5 separate regions of the Mus musculus genome follow, and regions 2, 3, 4 and 5 are each linked to region 1. The links are chromatin contacts, called in public HiChIP or PLAC-seq and promoter capture Hi-C maps. All regions are on one chromosome and are shown on one strand. Each heading gives the region's core, a stretch centred on a gene start, on an enhancer-like site or on the middle of the called end of the contact. The rest is flanking DNA. Distances are from core to core; before and after follow the strand shown. Region 1 holds the start of Gsap (gamma-secretase activating protein). Region 2 holds the start of Armc10 (armadillo repeat containing 10). Region 3 holds the start of Lrrc17 (leucine rich repeat containing 17). Region 4 overlaps Phtf2 (putative homeodomain transcription factor 2). Region 5 overlaps Rsbn1l (round spermatid basic protein 1-like).

Region 1 (2,830 bases), core at 135-2,634:
GCAATGCCACTCTTGGGTTAAGAAGGTCACTGTGGGCTGTGCTGTAGAGGTTGTGTGGAACCAGGTCTGGGAGCAACTGGAGATTGTTCTAGGTTAGTGGTTCTCAACCAGTGAGTCTCGAAAGGGGTAGGTATTCTCTTTCATGGGGGTTATCTAAGACCTTCAGAAAACACATATTTACATTATGATTCATAACAGTAGCAAAATTACAATTAGGAAGTAACAGTGAAAAACATTTTTGTTTGGTTACAACATGAGGTGTATTAAACATGAGGTGTATTAAACATGAGGTGTATTAAACATGAGGTGTATTAAACATGAGGTGTATTAAACATGAGGTGTATTAAGCATGAGGTGTATTAAACATGAGGTGTATTAAACATGAGGTGTATTAAACATGAGGTGTATTAAACGGTGGCAGCATTAGGAAGGTTCAGAACCACTGAACAGAAGGAAGGTATGAATAACCAGAATCCGTATGAATAGCCAGATTAGTTGGGAGTTCAAGTTCTAGTTACCAGGCACCAGCACTGGGTAAAGACTAGGCAGTGTTCTGCTTTGAGATATGGAGCTGGCTGAGTGTTTGTTTTTGAGATCAGGACTCATTCTCTAGCCCAAGCTGGCCATGACCTCCAAGCTAGTCTCCTAAGTGCAAAGCTGATAGGCATGAGACATTATGTCGGCTAAGGCTATTTCAGTTTTAGCAACAGTAATTACCTGCTGTTGCTGTACAGAACGGATGGCATCTCACAGGGCCAAGTTTATTGAGCACTCCTCAAGCAGAGTAAGCCAGAGTGATAGAACGAAAACACCAGGCGTACTTATAGTGGAATAGATGGACTTGGGAAGGAACCCAAGAAGAATGAACGTGCCTATAGACAAACCTCGTGGGAGGCCACTTGCGGACAAGCCAGCTTCCTCAAGCATGACTGAAAGGTAAAGAGAACCCAGACTGTGCTAAGCTAACCGTCCTTAGTGTCATTTAACAGCACCCTGTAGTTTACCCACTCCCTGCTGCTGTTTATTACCTAAACACTATAGCTGAAACATCACCCTGTGCAGCAGAGCTAAGGAGAATTGGCCCGTATGCCAGCTGCCTTTGTGTAACCTCGAGTCTCCTCAGGTGACCTGGCCCTAGCTAAGTGGCTGCGTGGGGGAATGACCTGGGACTAAAGAAAACCTGCCCTCCGCTTCGCACGGCTGTCCCCAAGTCCAGTCTGGAAGCTGCTGGCTTTGTCACCCCTTCGGGCCCTGCCACAGTTCCCTGCCAGCGCCAGCGGCAGGGGAGGCGTTGTCTCTGGGGTAGGGAGAAGTGCTCCCCGGCGTAGGCCTGGAAGGGGCGGTGCTCGGGATCCTCGGGGCTGGACCGCCCAGAACCCTGAACCGAAAGCAGCCTGGGGAGGCGGGGAGGAAGGAGAGGTGGTTGTAGGCTGAGAGGTGTAAGCCCGCCCGGAATGCCCGCCGCTGCTGCTTGGGAGCCATGGCTCTGCGGCTGGTCACTCACTTCGATGTGCTGGAGGACGTGCTCCCGAGTCTGCTCACACAGGCGGCGACAACGGACGAAGGAGACAGAGCAGGTGCTGGACGCGGGTCCTGGAGGGGGCGGCCGGGGCTGGTCACCCGAAGTCCCATAGAGGCTCTGGGTTGAGGGGGCACCGTCCCTGCGGGCACATCTTGGGGCTGCCCAAGCCTGTGCAATGAGTGGTACCCAATGTGTCACCACAGAGAGGGGAGGGTGGGGTGGAGGTGGCGTAGCGGGATGGTTCCCTCTCGCTTGCCTCCTGGGCTCAGCTAGGATCAGGACAAAGTATAGGGTGACTTAACCAGCATGAATCGTGATGGTCAAAAAAGGACCATTTAAGTATCTTAGCAATTACATTGCTTGCCCCAGCGAGGATGCTGACCATTCTTAGCGTCAATATGTTTTTAAAAAGGAGAGTTCAGTGGTTTAACCTTTTTTCTTTTCTTTTCTCTTCTTTTTGTTAATAAGACGTTTTCTGTGTATCTGTGGAACAATCTGTATCTCTGATGGCTTAGGGGGAATTTCCCATCAGATGTGAGTAGAGAGGGTAGGGTGCTCTTTCAGGCTGCACGCAGGGAACTGAGGGTTCACGGGTTCTAAAGACAAAGCAGCAGCTTGCTCAAGAGCCATCAAGCACTCCCCTAAACCCACCCCACCCCACCTCACCTCACCCCTGCACGGCAAGCAGTACCAAGGCAGGGATATTCAGCTTCCTGCCTTCCCAGGTCAGTTGGAACTTGTTTCTGATGCTTGAGGCTCTTCTGGTGAGGAAGTGGAAAATGACTTTTGTGTGTTCCCAGAATTGATTCACTTAAAAGAAGAGCATCTGTAATTTAAGATATGTTTTTCTTTTCTTTTCTTTTCTTTTCTTTTCTTTTCTTTTCTTTTCTTTTCTTTTCTTTTCTTTTCTTTTTTCTCTCCTCTCCCCTCCCCTCCCCTCCCCTCCCCTCCCCTCCCCTACAGGTGGCTGTAGGATGGAAATGGAGTCAACAACAGCTTGAGGGGGAAGAGGCCAGGTTTCATTATTGTGCCTACTCTTGGTGCTGTGTTGAACTTTGGGAGTATGGTTTCTCCTGAAACAAAATGAGAAAATATTCACAAAAAATCAAAACAGTAACATAAATACTTTAACATCTCTAAATAGTAATTTAAAAGGAAACCATGTATATATTATCCAGCTACAAAGTGAGCAGTAGCAGGACTGTTGAGGGCTTGTGTGTATGCACCTCATGATTCTTCATCTGAGTACCTCGGAGGTCTGAATATTTATAGAGCATTCTTTCCATTTTATTTGTAGCTTTAGACCCA
Region 2 (2,830 bases), core at 86-2,585, 460 kb after region 1:
TAAGGGACTGGGAGGGGAGGAGAGGGGTGGGCTGCAATCGGGAAGTAAGTGAATAAAGAAATTAAGAAAGAAAAAGAAAAGGGGTAGTAGTTTCTTGGCAACATTTAGAAATGTAACCTTGAAAGTCACAAGAAAAAATACTGATGTCAGCATTGTGAAGACAACACTTAAGGTCGACTCTCCCTTCAGAAGCCCGCAATTGTCTGACCAGGTGTGTTCTACTCTCTCTACTGGAGCACCTTTGTTCCTGCGTTTAATGAAGCCAGCTTTGCTTCATACAAGTTGGCCCCGAAATTCATTTCTTTGTTGAAACCAAGACCTCAGGTTTTGCTTGGTGGCGATCTCTAAAAAGGTGTGTTGTGAAGCTGTGTGTAGAGGCAGGTGACTCTTCTTCCCTCCTGCTAACAACGAGGCGGGGCGAAGCCTACACCCAGAACCCCTCAAGTCTTTTGTCTTCAAGTGGCTCACCACTCACTTCTTGCTCAAGACGCTCTTCCATAATAGAATTTAGTAGTTGACACTTGGAGATTCCAACCCAGGCCCTGTGCTCTTTGCGCCCCCTGCAGATTGTCACTTTCCCCCGTCCCCTTCCTTTGTCATCCCCACCTGGGCTTGGTTTTAGCCACCGGCACCCTTCGGTCTTCTCTAACCTACCCTTCTCTCTCTAGTTACCCTAAATTGACTTCAAGCTTCCCCATCCTGCTCCTTCTTAGCTCCAGTTCCGGGAATCTCCTTGCCTCTCCCAGTTTTTCCCCGCGCCCACTGTGTGAGAGGCTATGTGGCTGCAGTACCTCACAGATTTGAGGAATGTACTTGTCCCTGAAGTAGCTCCTTAGCCTGGGGGTGGCACTGCGTAGTGAAGCCATGGTCAGAAGCAGGACTCAGAATGCGTTTCATAGGTTACTGCTGTTCACGTTGAGGAGGAGAGACGCGCCGGAGCGTTGCCTAGCAACCACAAAGGAGGTGCCAAATAGTCCAAGCCTTTCGCGAGATGAAGAAAGAACCTAGCAGGGAGGGGGCGGGGCAACTGGGGCGGGGCGGGGCGATTGCAGAGGGGCGGGGCAGAGAGGGGCGGGGCGAGTGCAGAGAGGCGGGGCAGAGCGGGGAGGGGCGGGGCAGGACAGTACAGGCCGGGGCCGGGTAAAATGAGAGGGCTGGACGGGAGAGTGAGTGTTGGGGCGGAGCTAGGGTCTGTGTTCAACGCGCCGCAGTCCCGGTCTTGGTCCAGGAAAAAGCTGCTTGCACTAGGGGCATCCCGCCTGCCTGGTGAAAGGAACCGCAGCACACAGGGTGGGAGGGCTTCCGATTTTAGCAGGGCGGCTTCCGGAAGGCGGAGCTCCAACCCCATTTCCTTTCTCTGGGCTGGTTCTGGCCCAGCTGCACCTGCGTGTGGCCCTGGCTCCTCGGCTCCCTGCAGCTCCGAGGCAGCAGCATGGGTGGCGCGCGGGACGTGGGCTGGGTGGCAGCAGGGCTGGTCCTGGGCGCCGGCGCCTGCTACTGTATCTACCGGCTGACTCGGGGACCGCGGCGAGGCGGTCGCCGACTGCGCCCTTCGCGATCCGCAGGTGAGGCGATGGGCTGCCCGGCAGGTGGACTGGTTCGGGGCTCCGGACCCACCTCAGGCCAGGCTGGGTTGGAGGTGCCCTAGACACCCGCGACTGCATGGGGAGAAAGGCTGGAGGTAGACAGACGACTCTGGAAGCCCAGGTTGCCTTGGGTGGGTCCTGAGCCGCTTCCCTGCTCCCACTTCTTTGTTTAAAATAAGAGCTGAAAACATTGCCCGAAGTGTCCTGTTACTTCCCTTCGGCTTCACAGCCAAGAGCTGAGGTTTCTCCGAGCCAAGTAGATTGCCTCTCATTTTAAAGTTTTACCTGAGCTTTTGTGTTGTTATCAAAGAGATGCCCCTTACTGTGAGAAGGTTCTCAGGGGCCTCAAGCCTGGGTTGAAACTTTGCTCGTGCTATGTGAAGAATGGATCCCTGAGATGCAATTCTGCCAGCACTTTGTGGCACCTGTCCTGGGAAGTACCTTTAAGTCATCCGTAGCGTCCCTGCAACCGGGGTGTGTGTGTTGGGAATAAGAACCACAACCAACAGGAGACACACCCTTCTAAAAGGATGGCTTAAGTCGTGAAAACTGTTGGAAAAACTATTTGAAATAAAACCTGCCAACCAATACCTGCTTGCCTCAAAGGTAGAGAAATATATTTGTTTTTAAACTGAGGTTGGTGGGAGCTAATTGCCCTTCCCTAGAACAAAAATAAGGCACCTTTAAAGGCAGGTAGAAAACACATCTTTGGGTTGTACAACTAGCATTTACTTTTCAAAATTTGCACTTACTAGAAGGGACCAGGAACAACCATGGATTTATATTCCAGCCTTCCATTTCCTCCAGGAAATGCTGTAAGAAAGGGGAGTGCACAGAACCTTCCCCTTTGGTCACAGAGGAAAGCAGTTTTTGAAAATGAGCATTTGCCCTTACAAAGCCTGATTTGTAGGGTGCTTGTTTGTGTGTGGGTTTTTTGTGGTTTTGTTTGTTTTTTCTCTCTGTCAAATATTTCTATACAAGAATACTTTGGTGGGTTTTTGTTGTTGTTGTTGTTGGTGGTGGTGGTGGTCTTTTGTTTTGCTTTTTTAAGGCAGAAGATCTGATGTGTCCCTGGCCTGGAACTCACTGCATAGCAGAAAATTTGAACTTCTGATTCTCCTGTCTCCATCTCCGGGGTTGCTGGGTCTGACAGCATCCACCACTACACTTTGGTACTGAAAAGAAAACCAGGGTCAGACAGCTTTAAAAATCGATTGCCCACAGCCCCTTCCCAACGTTCTACC
Region 3 (2,830 bases), core at 193-2,692, 360 kb after region 1:
GCATGTACACAACATAAGGCCTACTGTGGGAGACTGTTTAAGGTGAGATGCAGGGAAAGTGCTAAAACACTTACAGTTAGCAAGTTTGGCTGGAGGAATTTTTTGAGCACACAAATTTCTCTCTGTACTTAGAAACACTTTTCTCTGTGGTAGGGGGGGTCTGTGTTTCCTAGGGTCTCATCTGAGGTAGTGTTCTACCCTCCCACAGATGAGACACTATCCTCTTTGATGAGATTGTGTCAAAGGGACAGCTCCCAGATCTGGGAGAAAGACATTCCTAGGCTGTAAAACCATAACAAAGCTTTTTAAAGCAGCTGCTCTCAACGGAAAGCAGAGAAAGAATGTACAATTCCTACAGTCCCAGGTTTTCTTAATAAGTACTTTAGAGACATCAGATGGCCAAGGTCAAAAAGCTATCAGAAATCCAGCCACAATGAGGAAAACAAGGGTACTTCCAACTTAAGTCCTGGTTGGTACTAATGCACGTCTGCACGCTAGTTCACGGAAGTATCCATTCTGTACATTTATTTCAACCTTAGACAAGTCTTCTCTTCTCACCTCTCATACCTAGAACACTAGGAAGTCATGTTCAGGGAACAGTGCAGCTGCATAAGAATTCCTTGCCCCGTGGTGTCCGCCTCCAGGTGCTTATCATGTGACCTACACCATAGGCTTCTAGGCAAAACTGGCCGGTTTATTCTACCACTTGGAACTTTGGTAAATGGGCACAAAACCCTCACAAGGAATCCACTGTATAAAGAGTGATGTCTCACCTAACACAAAAACAGCTCAATCATTGGCAACTACAGCTAGCTGGTTGTGGTTAGACATTTATTTTAACCAGCTCTCACCTGTGTGGCATTATGAAGAACATAGTATACTACTGAAGACATCAATATTGAGACACGAAGAAATGGGAGAAAATTGGTCACAGGAAGGATAGCTTAAGTCTATGGAAACTATAGATAGCAGAAGGAACTGTGGAAGAAGTAGCGAGTGCATCTGAATGCCATATATTTCACATGACTGCCTGCCCAACTTCCCCAATCCCTGTCCCTTCATCTTCAAACAGTTTCCCACCCGAATCTCACATCTTTGTAATATTTAGGATATGTATGTAATGCAGTTTTAAACATTTACGGTCCTTTATGTGGGACTTCTATTTCTCACATTTATTGCTTGTAGCATTTTACCCAGAGAAAAGCCCACGGGGGACCTAACTGCCTTGTCAGGAATCCTGTGTATCCCACCCCATTTGTTTGTATCTTAGTGGCTCTATAAAGTTTTGGAGATTTGGACTCTGCCCTCAAACTGTTCTCAGAAGTGGTCCGTTTCATCATCCAATGAGCTCTGCCTGTTTGTTGATGTGACGCGCCTGTGGACAGAAGCCAGGCGCCTATAGTAGCAATCCTGGAGAAAATTGAAGCAGCTGTGGCCATGTAATTTAAAACCTCAGCAGAGTGTTCTGTGCTCCACGCACAGCATTAGTGCAACATGAGGGCTGGATGCAGCTGGCTCTCGGGAGGACGTCCTCGCCTGCTGCAGGACAGAGAAGACTGAGACTGGGAGGCAAACCTGGGTGCAGCCGGAAAGGTCCAGATAGATGAGCTTGTGGCATCCGTTCCCCAAGTTCAGGTACTGTAAGCCTTTGTCGGTGAACTTTCGGCAGTAAGCCAGACTGAGGTTCTGTAAGTTGTGGAAGTACCTGGGGCGATGGGGCAGAGAGGGGAGGAAGGAGAGTCAAATACTTAGCTTTTCTCAAGTCTTTCTTGAGCCACTATGACAAAGAGACCGAAAGCTGTATTCATCGTGCACTCTGCTTGCAGATGTTCGGCAGTTTTACAGCTGCAGTCTCTCTTGCTGTTACGTGAAGGGGGTGTCAGTGATAGAGAAGATAATGCATGGCTGCATGTCAAAGGGAAAGAAAGGCTATCTGGGAGGATTCCATGAAACTTGATGGGGTAACACTTTTCTTGGCTGGAGGGTGGGTGGAGTCTTGCATGCATATTATTTGAAAGTCTGTTGCTGAAACCCAAGTTAGAGTTTACTCTCTAGTTTTTAGCTCTTACCTTTGCCAAACTACTACATGAACTGTTGAGAAAGATAAACATTTCATAAGCATTTTATGGAAAGTAGCTGTTCCATCATGGTGAGGAATCAGGGCAGAAAGAAGACAAAACCTTACGCAGCAAGCTAAGTGGGCAACACTTGAGACAAATAAAAAATGGGTCTGATTAAAAAAATGATTTAAAAGCCAGAGATTTCAACGTGCATGGCTTTGTGAGTAATGATGTCCTTAGGATAATTAAAAATAACGGTTCAGACTGATATGTACTCAGGAGTTAAACATAGGCTAAGAACATCGAGTAGCTAAGTGGGCAACACTTGAGACAAATAAAAATTACACAGGAGGCTGTCAATCTCACTGGAGTTGGAACAGGAAAGATGCCATTACCACAATGACCAAAATGAGAGCTTCCAGAAGAAAGGGGACCGGGCGGGCATGGGTTGGTTTAGGATGTGTCTGTTCCACCACGTAAGGGCTGGCATTTTCAGGACACTCTGTGGACAAGCTTCTAAGCCCTCCTCAGCATGGCATTCTTTAAAAATGTAAGGATTCTTGCTGCCTCCTTGTGCAATAACTACCAATACGCTCTTAGTCTGGAGTCTGCAACAGCTTAGCGGCCATCGAGTACTCTAGAAGGAGGCAGAGAATGCCCCTCCACCTCTCCTGATGCTTGCAAAGCAAGTTTATCTTAACATAAATGTGAAATAAGATATGCAACCCTTGCCCATAGGTTAGATTTAGCCCTAAAATCAAAACTCAAGT
Region 4 (2,830 bases), core at 220-2,719, 330 kb before region 1:
CATGTGTGTTCTTTCGTGACTGAGTTACCTCACTCAGGATGATATTTTCAAGTTCCATCCATTTGTCTGCAGATTTCATGAAGTCATTGTTTTTCATAGCTGAGTAGTACTCCATTGTGTAAATGTACCACATTTTCTGTATCACCACTTTATTTTTAAGACAGTGCCTCTCACTGAACCAGGAACTCACCAGTTCAGCAAGGCTGACTGGCTAACCAGCTCTAGGAATCCTCCTGTCTCTGCTCCCCAAAGCACTGAAGTGTCAGGAATGCTCCCCCACACCCAGCATGAACATGGGTGTTGGGAATCTGTTCTCAGCACCTCATAATTATGTGGCAAGACATCACCACCTAAGCCATTCTCTAGCCCACTAAATCTTTTTTGGATCAATCAACTACAAGGATGGGTATTACAGTAAGAATAAGATTTTAAAACTAGGGGTGGGTGGGTATGGGGGACTTTTGGTATAGCATTGGAAATGTAAATGAGCTAAATACCTAATAAAAAATGGAAAAAAAAAAGATTTTAAAACTATAGTGTTAACTGTAGGCATGACATTTTAACTTTGCTATAGATAGTATCAGTTAATTCTCTTTGTTACATAGGATTAATCACTGTTTCTATCAAAATATCTGAATTTTTCTTTATTACATTTTCACATTTATGATGCCAAAGGTTAGCCTACAATGAGATGGTGACTACAGAAGTCATGGTGGGTGCAGGGTGCTCTCACTGTAATAATGACCAGGAGGAAGATTCTTTGTACAGATCTACATGTTTTAAAAAGCGATTTTTAACTACTTTGAATTACTCTATGAATGGTCATATATTACCGTGCATTTCTCTTATTATTCTTGAACCAATTCACAGTCCAACATGCCCCTCATTATGCTCAGAAAACACACCATCTCACCTGACACTCGGCTTCTGCCTTTTATTCCTTTTATTCTTTGTTTGTTTGTTTGTTTGCTTATAGTCTATGTTTTATTATACACAAGAAATCTTCAAAATCCTGAGTGGCATGTGTTTAATTCTACCATTTGGAATTTAAAAACAAAAACAAAAACTTCAAGCCAAGCTTGTACATGGCTGTCTATAACTCAAGCAATTGGAAAGCTTAAGAAAGTAGAAACTGAGTGTGAGGCCAGCTGGGATACTTAGTGATTCTGAGGCTATCCTGGCTACATAACAAGACCCTCTCAAGAAAACAGAGAGAGAGAGAGCAGGAAAGATGGAGGAGAGGAGTTACCCCAGATTCAAGACTTACAAAAATGTCTTTGTGTGTGTGTGTGTGTGTTATTTTCTTATTTGTTTGACACAGGGTCTCAGTACACTCCCCTCTCCCACTCCACCCCCCGCCCCACATACACACACAGAGGAAGCTTAGTGCTTCTCTCCATCCTCCATCTTAACTCCAAAACAAAGGCTTCCTAAGGAACATGTGCTTACTGTCTCTTTGTCCACATTAATGAGGAAGTATGACATATAACTTGCAGACAGCAAGGCCGTACAGGCCACTTGGGGAAGAGAGGCCATGTTCTTCCTTTGCATCTCACTGGGCACCTACTATGTCTCTGCAGCAGAGGACATGGAGCAGAAGAACAAGCACCAGGAGAATTGTAGTTCAAACTTCAGGAAGGCCCGGGTACTGTTCAGTTACTGAGTTCTCTGCACCTACGCTTTTCACCAGCTCTAACCCTAGGTTCCACATAACAAAAGACTAAAAGACAGCAGCTTCAGTTATGTACGAGTTCCTCTAAATTATTTTACTAACATATCTAAAAATATTAGCTGAATCTATTTTACATATGGAATTTAACAGGGTACAAACTACTAGATGAATGTGTTTTAAAGAAAGTTTCTCCTCAGGCCCTATGGCCTCACTATTACTACCTTTCCTAATAACCTTTTATCACCCCTGTCTGGTCATAGAATAAAACTCGTAACTAACTACCTTAGAACTATATTCCAACCTCTATTGCCCTGCTCTAACCTATTAACCAACACTGCTGTTCAGTCCTCTCATCTTCTCTTGTTTCAACCATACCACACTTTTCTACCTCTGCCAAAATCCTATTTCCTCTTTACAAAGGGGCCTCCTATGCATTTCCCCTCATCCTTCCACTCAATACTTTGAAACTGTCTTTGTTCTGTGTTTCAATTACATCTATACTGTCCTGCATGTACTCTGCTGTACTTAGCTACATATGCTCCCCACCCCCAGTTCTAAATGTTAAGAAAAGTCCAATGCCTTTAAGTAACCATCCTATAACCTAGTGGACTCAACCTTCCTGATGCTGCGACCCTTGAATACAGTTCCTCATGTTGTGGTTATCCCAACCATAAAAGTATTTCATTGCTACTTCATAACTAAATTTTTCTACTGCTATGAATTATAATATAAATATCTGATATGCAGAATATCTGACATCTGTCCTGTGCAAGAGTTGTTTAACCTCCATAGGTGTCACGACCCACAGGTTGAGAACCACAGCTGTTACTTTTTGACTATATTAAACACTAAGGTTTAAAGAAATTTTGAAGTTAACAACAAAGCACCATCAAAAATGAATTTAAGGGCAAGAATAAAAAATAACTCATAAACCTCCCACAGTGCACAGAAACACATAGGCACACCTTTTCTTAATATTAAAAATTTTTTAAATATAATAAATATGGCTGATTTGCTGACGTATCATTCAATCATCCAATACAGAATAATCTGGAGCCTAAAAGGTCCAATGAAAAATTACTAAAACCCAGACTGAAGAGATGGCTCGCAGTTAAGAGCACTGACTACTCTTCCAGAGTTCCTGGGCTCAATTCCCAG
Region 5 (2,830 bases), core at 171-2,670, 280 kb before region 1:
CACATGATGGGACCATCATCACTATCTTTCCGACTCTCTAATTTTAGACTAGATAGTGTTCCCCATGGCAATGTACACTAGAAATAAATAATTACATAAATTATTTTCAAAATATATCTTCAAATGCATATTAAAAATACTTCATGGAGGGATATATGGGTAGGGATAGGAAAAATAATGTAATTATATTATAATCTCAAAAGGAAAAATTAAAACTCGACCTGAAAGCCAACAGATGAAACAAATTGATAATTTTTAAAAAATACTAATTCTCCCTGTAAGAATCCTTACAATGTCCTAATAAATAAAAAGCTAAAATGAGACTGGAGGAAGAGAAAAACTGTCCCCCCCCTTACACACAAATTCATATACAAGTTAAGCATCTGAAATACATCCTGTATTAACACATCCCTATTGTCACGTATTCTGCTTCAGTTCAGCTCAGAAGATCTCGTGGGCCACCCTCCTAGAGGTGAGGGCCCATGCTTATCAGTAGTCACTCTTCTTTCTAACACAGGCAACAGAAATCTAATAAGCTGCCAAATAAGCATGCGGTCTCCACAACAACCTTGAAAACAAATTTGAGTTTAAAAAAACTAAGTGTTGGGCTGGTGAGATGGCTCAGTGGGTAAGAGCACCCGACTGCTCTTCCGAAGGGCCGATGTTCAAATCCCAGCAACCACATGGTGGCTCACAACCACCCGTAATGAGATCTGATGCCCTCTTCTGGTGTATCTGAAGACAACTACAGTGTACTTACATATAATAAATAAATAAATAAATCTTTAAAAAAAAAAAAAAAAAAAACTAAGTGTTTCCTTAATAAGTCATAATCAAATACAACATCAAATATATATATGCTTATATTTGCTTAGTAGTTTCTTTTTTGTTTTTGGTTTCTCTGTAGCCCTGACTGTCCTGGAATTTGCTCTGTAAACTAGGATGGCCTCCAACTCAGAGATCCAACTAACTGCCTCTGTCTCCTGAGTGCTGGGATTAAAGGTGTGTGCCGCCAGCACCTGGCAGTAGTTTCTTGAAAAGGTTACTGGTCTTAAAGCAGAAACTAAGTTGAAATTTAAACGTGAAGGAGAATGGAAGATCACAAGTTCACTATGATGGAATGATGGTGTTGTTTAATCACCTTTTGAAAGAACTTATTTCTCTAGAAAGAATGCTTAAAATAAGATTTGAAGCAGCCATTCTATAAAATACCACTTAATGATTACAATCAATGTACCTTGATATGACTAGCTGGAAGAAAAAGGAACAACGTTTAAAAGCTATAAAGGAGAAAAAAACAATATAGTGAAAACAGAAGATGCCTATGTGGTAAGTTTTAGACTAGTCTCACACTCCGCTGTGGACTAGGGCCTACATTTCAGGGAGAGTTCACGACCTCAGAATTACTGACTATTAAAAACTTACCTGCCCAGGTCAGAGATTTCTCTCTCAATGGGCTACCCCAGGTAACCCATAGTAAGAGTGCAGCAGCACAGCAGGTAAGAGCTGGGCACACAAAACTAGAGATCTGTGCCCACAACTCATGCAAATAAAGAAGGAGAGATGAGACTCCATAGAAAAAAGAAAGGAAAGAAAAAAGGGATTCCACCAAGTTGTCTGCTGACTGCCACATGCACATATGTGCCCTACCCCACATAGACTAACAATAATGAATACATTTTTAAAGAAATATCAAATGGGCCTTGATTAGAACTTTTATAGACTATGATGGGGCGTGAACTCGATGTTTTATACAACTGTACAAGTCCCTACCTCGGCCAGTTTCCCACAGTGTCAGCCACCCCCCACCCCCTTTGTGCTCAAAGTGTTTAACAGGCATCCTTCCTACACTTCTTGGTCTACAAGACACACAGGGCAGTAACAGGCAAGGGCATTTGCTGGTGTAACATTTAACTTGGCCATTACAGTTAAGAGTGAGAAGTTACGTATATACGTAACACAAGATCACTGTTTCCTTCCTTTCCCCTGATTTAAATAAACTTTTTTCTAATTATGTTGAGCATGATGGTGCAGACCTTTAATCTCAGCACTCAGGAGAGAGGCAGGGGCAGGCAGAGTTCTGTGATTTGGAGACCAGCTTGGTCTACAGAGTGAATTCCAGGATAACCGTGAGTGCAGGAAACCCTGTCTCAAAACAAAACAAAGATCACGATAGTTCTAAACAAACAGCCATCCATTGGCATCAGCTATAACCGAAAGCAATACCCACCACACTTTAGAATGCCAAGACCTTCTCTTACTTTTAAAAATGGTGACGCCTCTAACATGTCAAGGAACTCGGGGAAGTAATCGCCCACTTCTTCATCAACTGCTCCCACCAAGCTGATCTGTCGCATCGGGCCAGCTCTGTAAGTACCATGAGAATATGTTCTTTTTACCTGAGTGACATGAATTTAATTAAAAGTTAGACATGAAGTGTTAGCTACTGATGCGTAACAATGAATCATATCATTTCAAACTACTAGAACATAATACAAGGCAAGAAAAAACAAAAGAAACTTGTAATAATACAGTGATTATAAATATATTTATAAATATTAATATATTATTTGTAATATATTACTTATAATAATATATTTATAAATACATGTTTATATATATTAACTAATCAAGCCAGCTAATTTTCATTTCTTTCTCTGTAAACTACTCATTAAAAGAGACAAAGAGAGCCAGGCTGGTGGCATACATCTTAATCTCTGTTACACAGAGAAACCCTATCTTCAAAAACAAAAACAAAAACAGAGGAGAGTTTAAAGAGACAACACTGTATAAATAAGTCACTGCACCATCTCCTAATAGCAGAAGAGTT

What was found. Promoter capture Hi-C pulls out the DNA fragments that hold promoters and counts their contacts. HiChIP or PLAC-seq counts read pairs in DNA pulled down with a chosen protein or histone mark.
Region 2: a contact with region 1 is called in a FOXA1 HiChIP or PLAC-seq map of pancreatic cancer cells. The contact joins the promoter of Armc10 here to the promoter of Gsap in region 1. A contact is called at or near these places in 15 of 39 promoter capture datasets (the 3T3-L1 cell line, 3T3-L1-derived adipocytes, the C10 cell line and 10 more), 1 of 484 Hi-C or Micro-C datasets (Th1 cells), 5 of 115 datasets of contacts at active chromatin or transcription factors (the NIH/3T3 cell line, astrocytes, bone marrow-derived macrophages and 2 more) and 3 of 9 other capture datasets (adipose tissue, embryonic stem cells and liver).
Region 3: a FOXA1 HiChIP or PLAC-seq map of pancreatic cancer cells shows a contact between it and region 1. The contact joins the promoter of Lrrc17 here to the promoter of Gsap in region 1. A contact is called at or near these places in 2 of 39 promoter capture datasets (the 3T3-L1 cell line and stem cell-derived epiblast-like cells), 1 of 115 datasets of contacts at active chromatin or transcription factors (pancreatic cancer cells) and 1 of 9 other capture datasets (adipose tissue).
Region 4: a promoter capture Hi-C map of hematopoietic stem and progenitor cells shows a contact between it and region 1, with 2.1 times the contacts expected there. The contact joins the enhancer-like site here to the promoter of Gsap in region 1. A contact is called at or near these places in 3 of 39 promoter capture datasets (the C10 cell line, the HPC-7 cell line and hematopoietic stem and progenitor cells) and 1 of 115 datasets of contacts at active chromatin or transcription factors (microglia).
Region 5: a contact with region 1 is called in a promoter capture Hi-C map of liver, with 3 times the contacts expected there. The contact joins the enhancer-like site here to the promoter of Gsap in region 1. A contact is called at or near these places in 10 of 39 promoter capture datasets (the 3T3-L1 cell line, 3T3-L1-derived adipocytes, the C10 cell line and 5 more), 3 of 115 datasets of contacts at active chromatin or transcription factors (bone marrow-derived dendritic cells, embryonic stem cells and microglia) and 2 of 9 other capture datasets (liver and pancreatic islet).

The regions. Positions count from the first base shown.
Region 1 is chr5:21,184,883-21,187,712 of GRCm38.p6, forward strand. Gsap (gamma-secretase activating protein) reads left to right here and starts at 1,385. Exons shown (of 31, transcript NM_175437.3): 1 at 1,385-1,577. The coding sequence starts at 1,481.
Region 2 is chr5:21,644,671-21,647,500 of GRCm38.p6, forward strand. It overlaps Armc10 (armadillo repeat containing 10), which reads left to right and starts at 1,336. Exons shown (of 6, transcript NM_026034.5): 1 at 1,336-1,565. The coding sequence starts at 1,433. It overlaps Fbxl13 (F-box and leucine-rich repeat protein 13), which reads right to left and starts at 935. Exons shown (of 21, transcript NM_001199632.1): 1 at 792-935. The coding sequence starts at 866.
Region 3 is chr5:21,542,085-21,544,914 of GRCm38.p6, forward strand. It overlaps Lrrc17 (leucine rich repeat containing 17), which reads left to right and starts at 1,443. Exons shown (of 4, transcript NM_028977.1): 1 at 1,443-1,635. Fbxl13 (F-box and leucine-rich repeat protein 13) reads right to left here. Exons shown (of 21, transcript NM_001199632.1): 12 at 1,576-1,705.
Region 4 is chr5:20,859,267-20,862,096 of GRCm38.p6, forward strand. All of the region lies in intron 1 of Phtf2 (putative homeodomain transcription factor 2), which reads right to left. Among named protein-coding and RNA genes, the nearest start is that of Phtf2, 21 kb to the right of the region's middle. Within about 2 kb of position 1,470, at least 9 of the 459 cell types and tissues checked have an H3K27ac peak or open chromatin away from gene starts, as enhancers often do. A contact at or near this core is called in the HPC-7 cell line and hematopoietic stem and progenitor cells, where this site is marked.
Region 5 is chr5:20,905,846-20,908,675 of GRCm38.p6, forward strand. Rsbn1l (round spermatid basic protein 1-like) reads right to left here. Exons shown (of 8, transcript NM_001080977.1): 4 at 2,262-2,399; 5 at 1-77. Among named protein-coding and RNA genes, the nearest start is that of Tmem60, 25 kb to the left of the region's middle. Within about 2 kb of position 1,421, at least 3 of the 459 cell types and tissues checked have an H3K27ac peak or open chromatin away from gene starts, as enhancers often do. A contact at or near this core is called in liver, where this site is marked.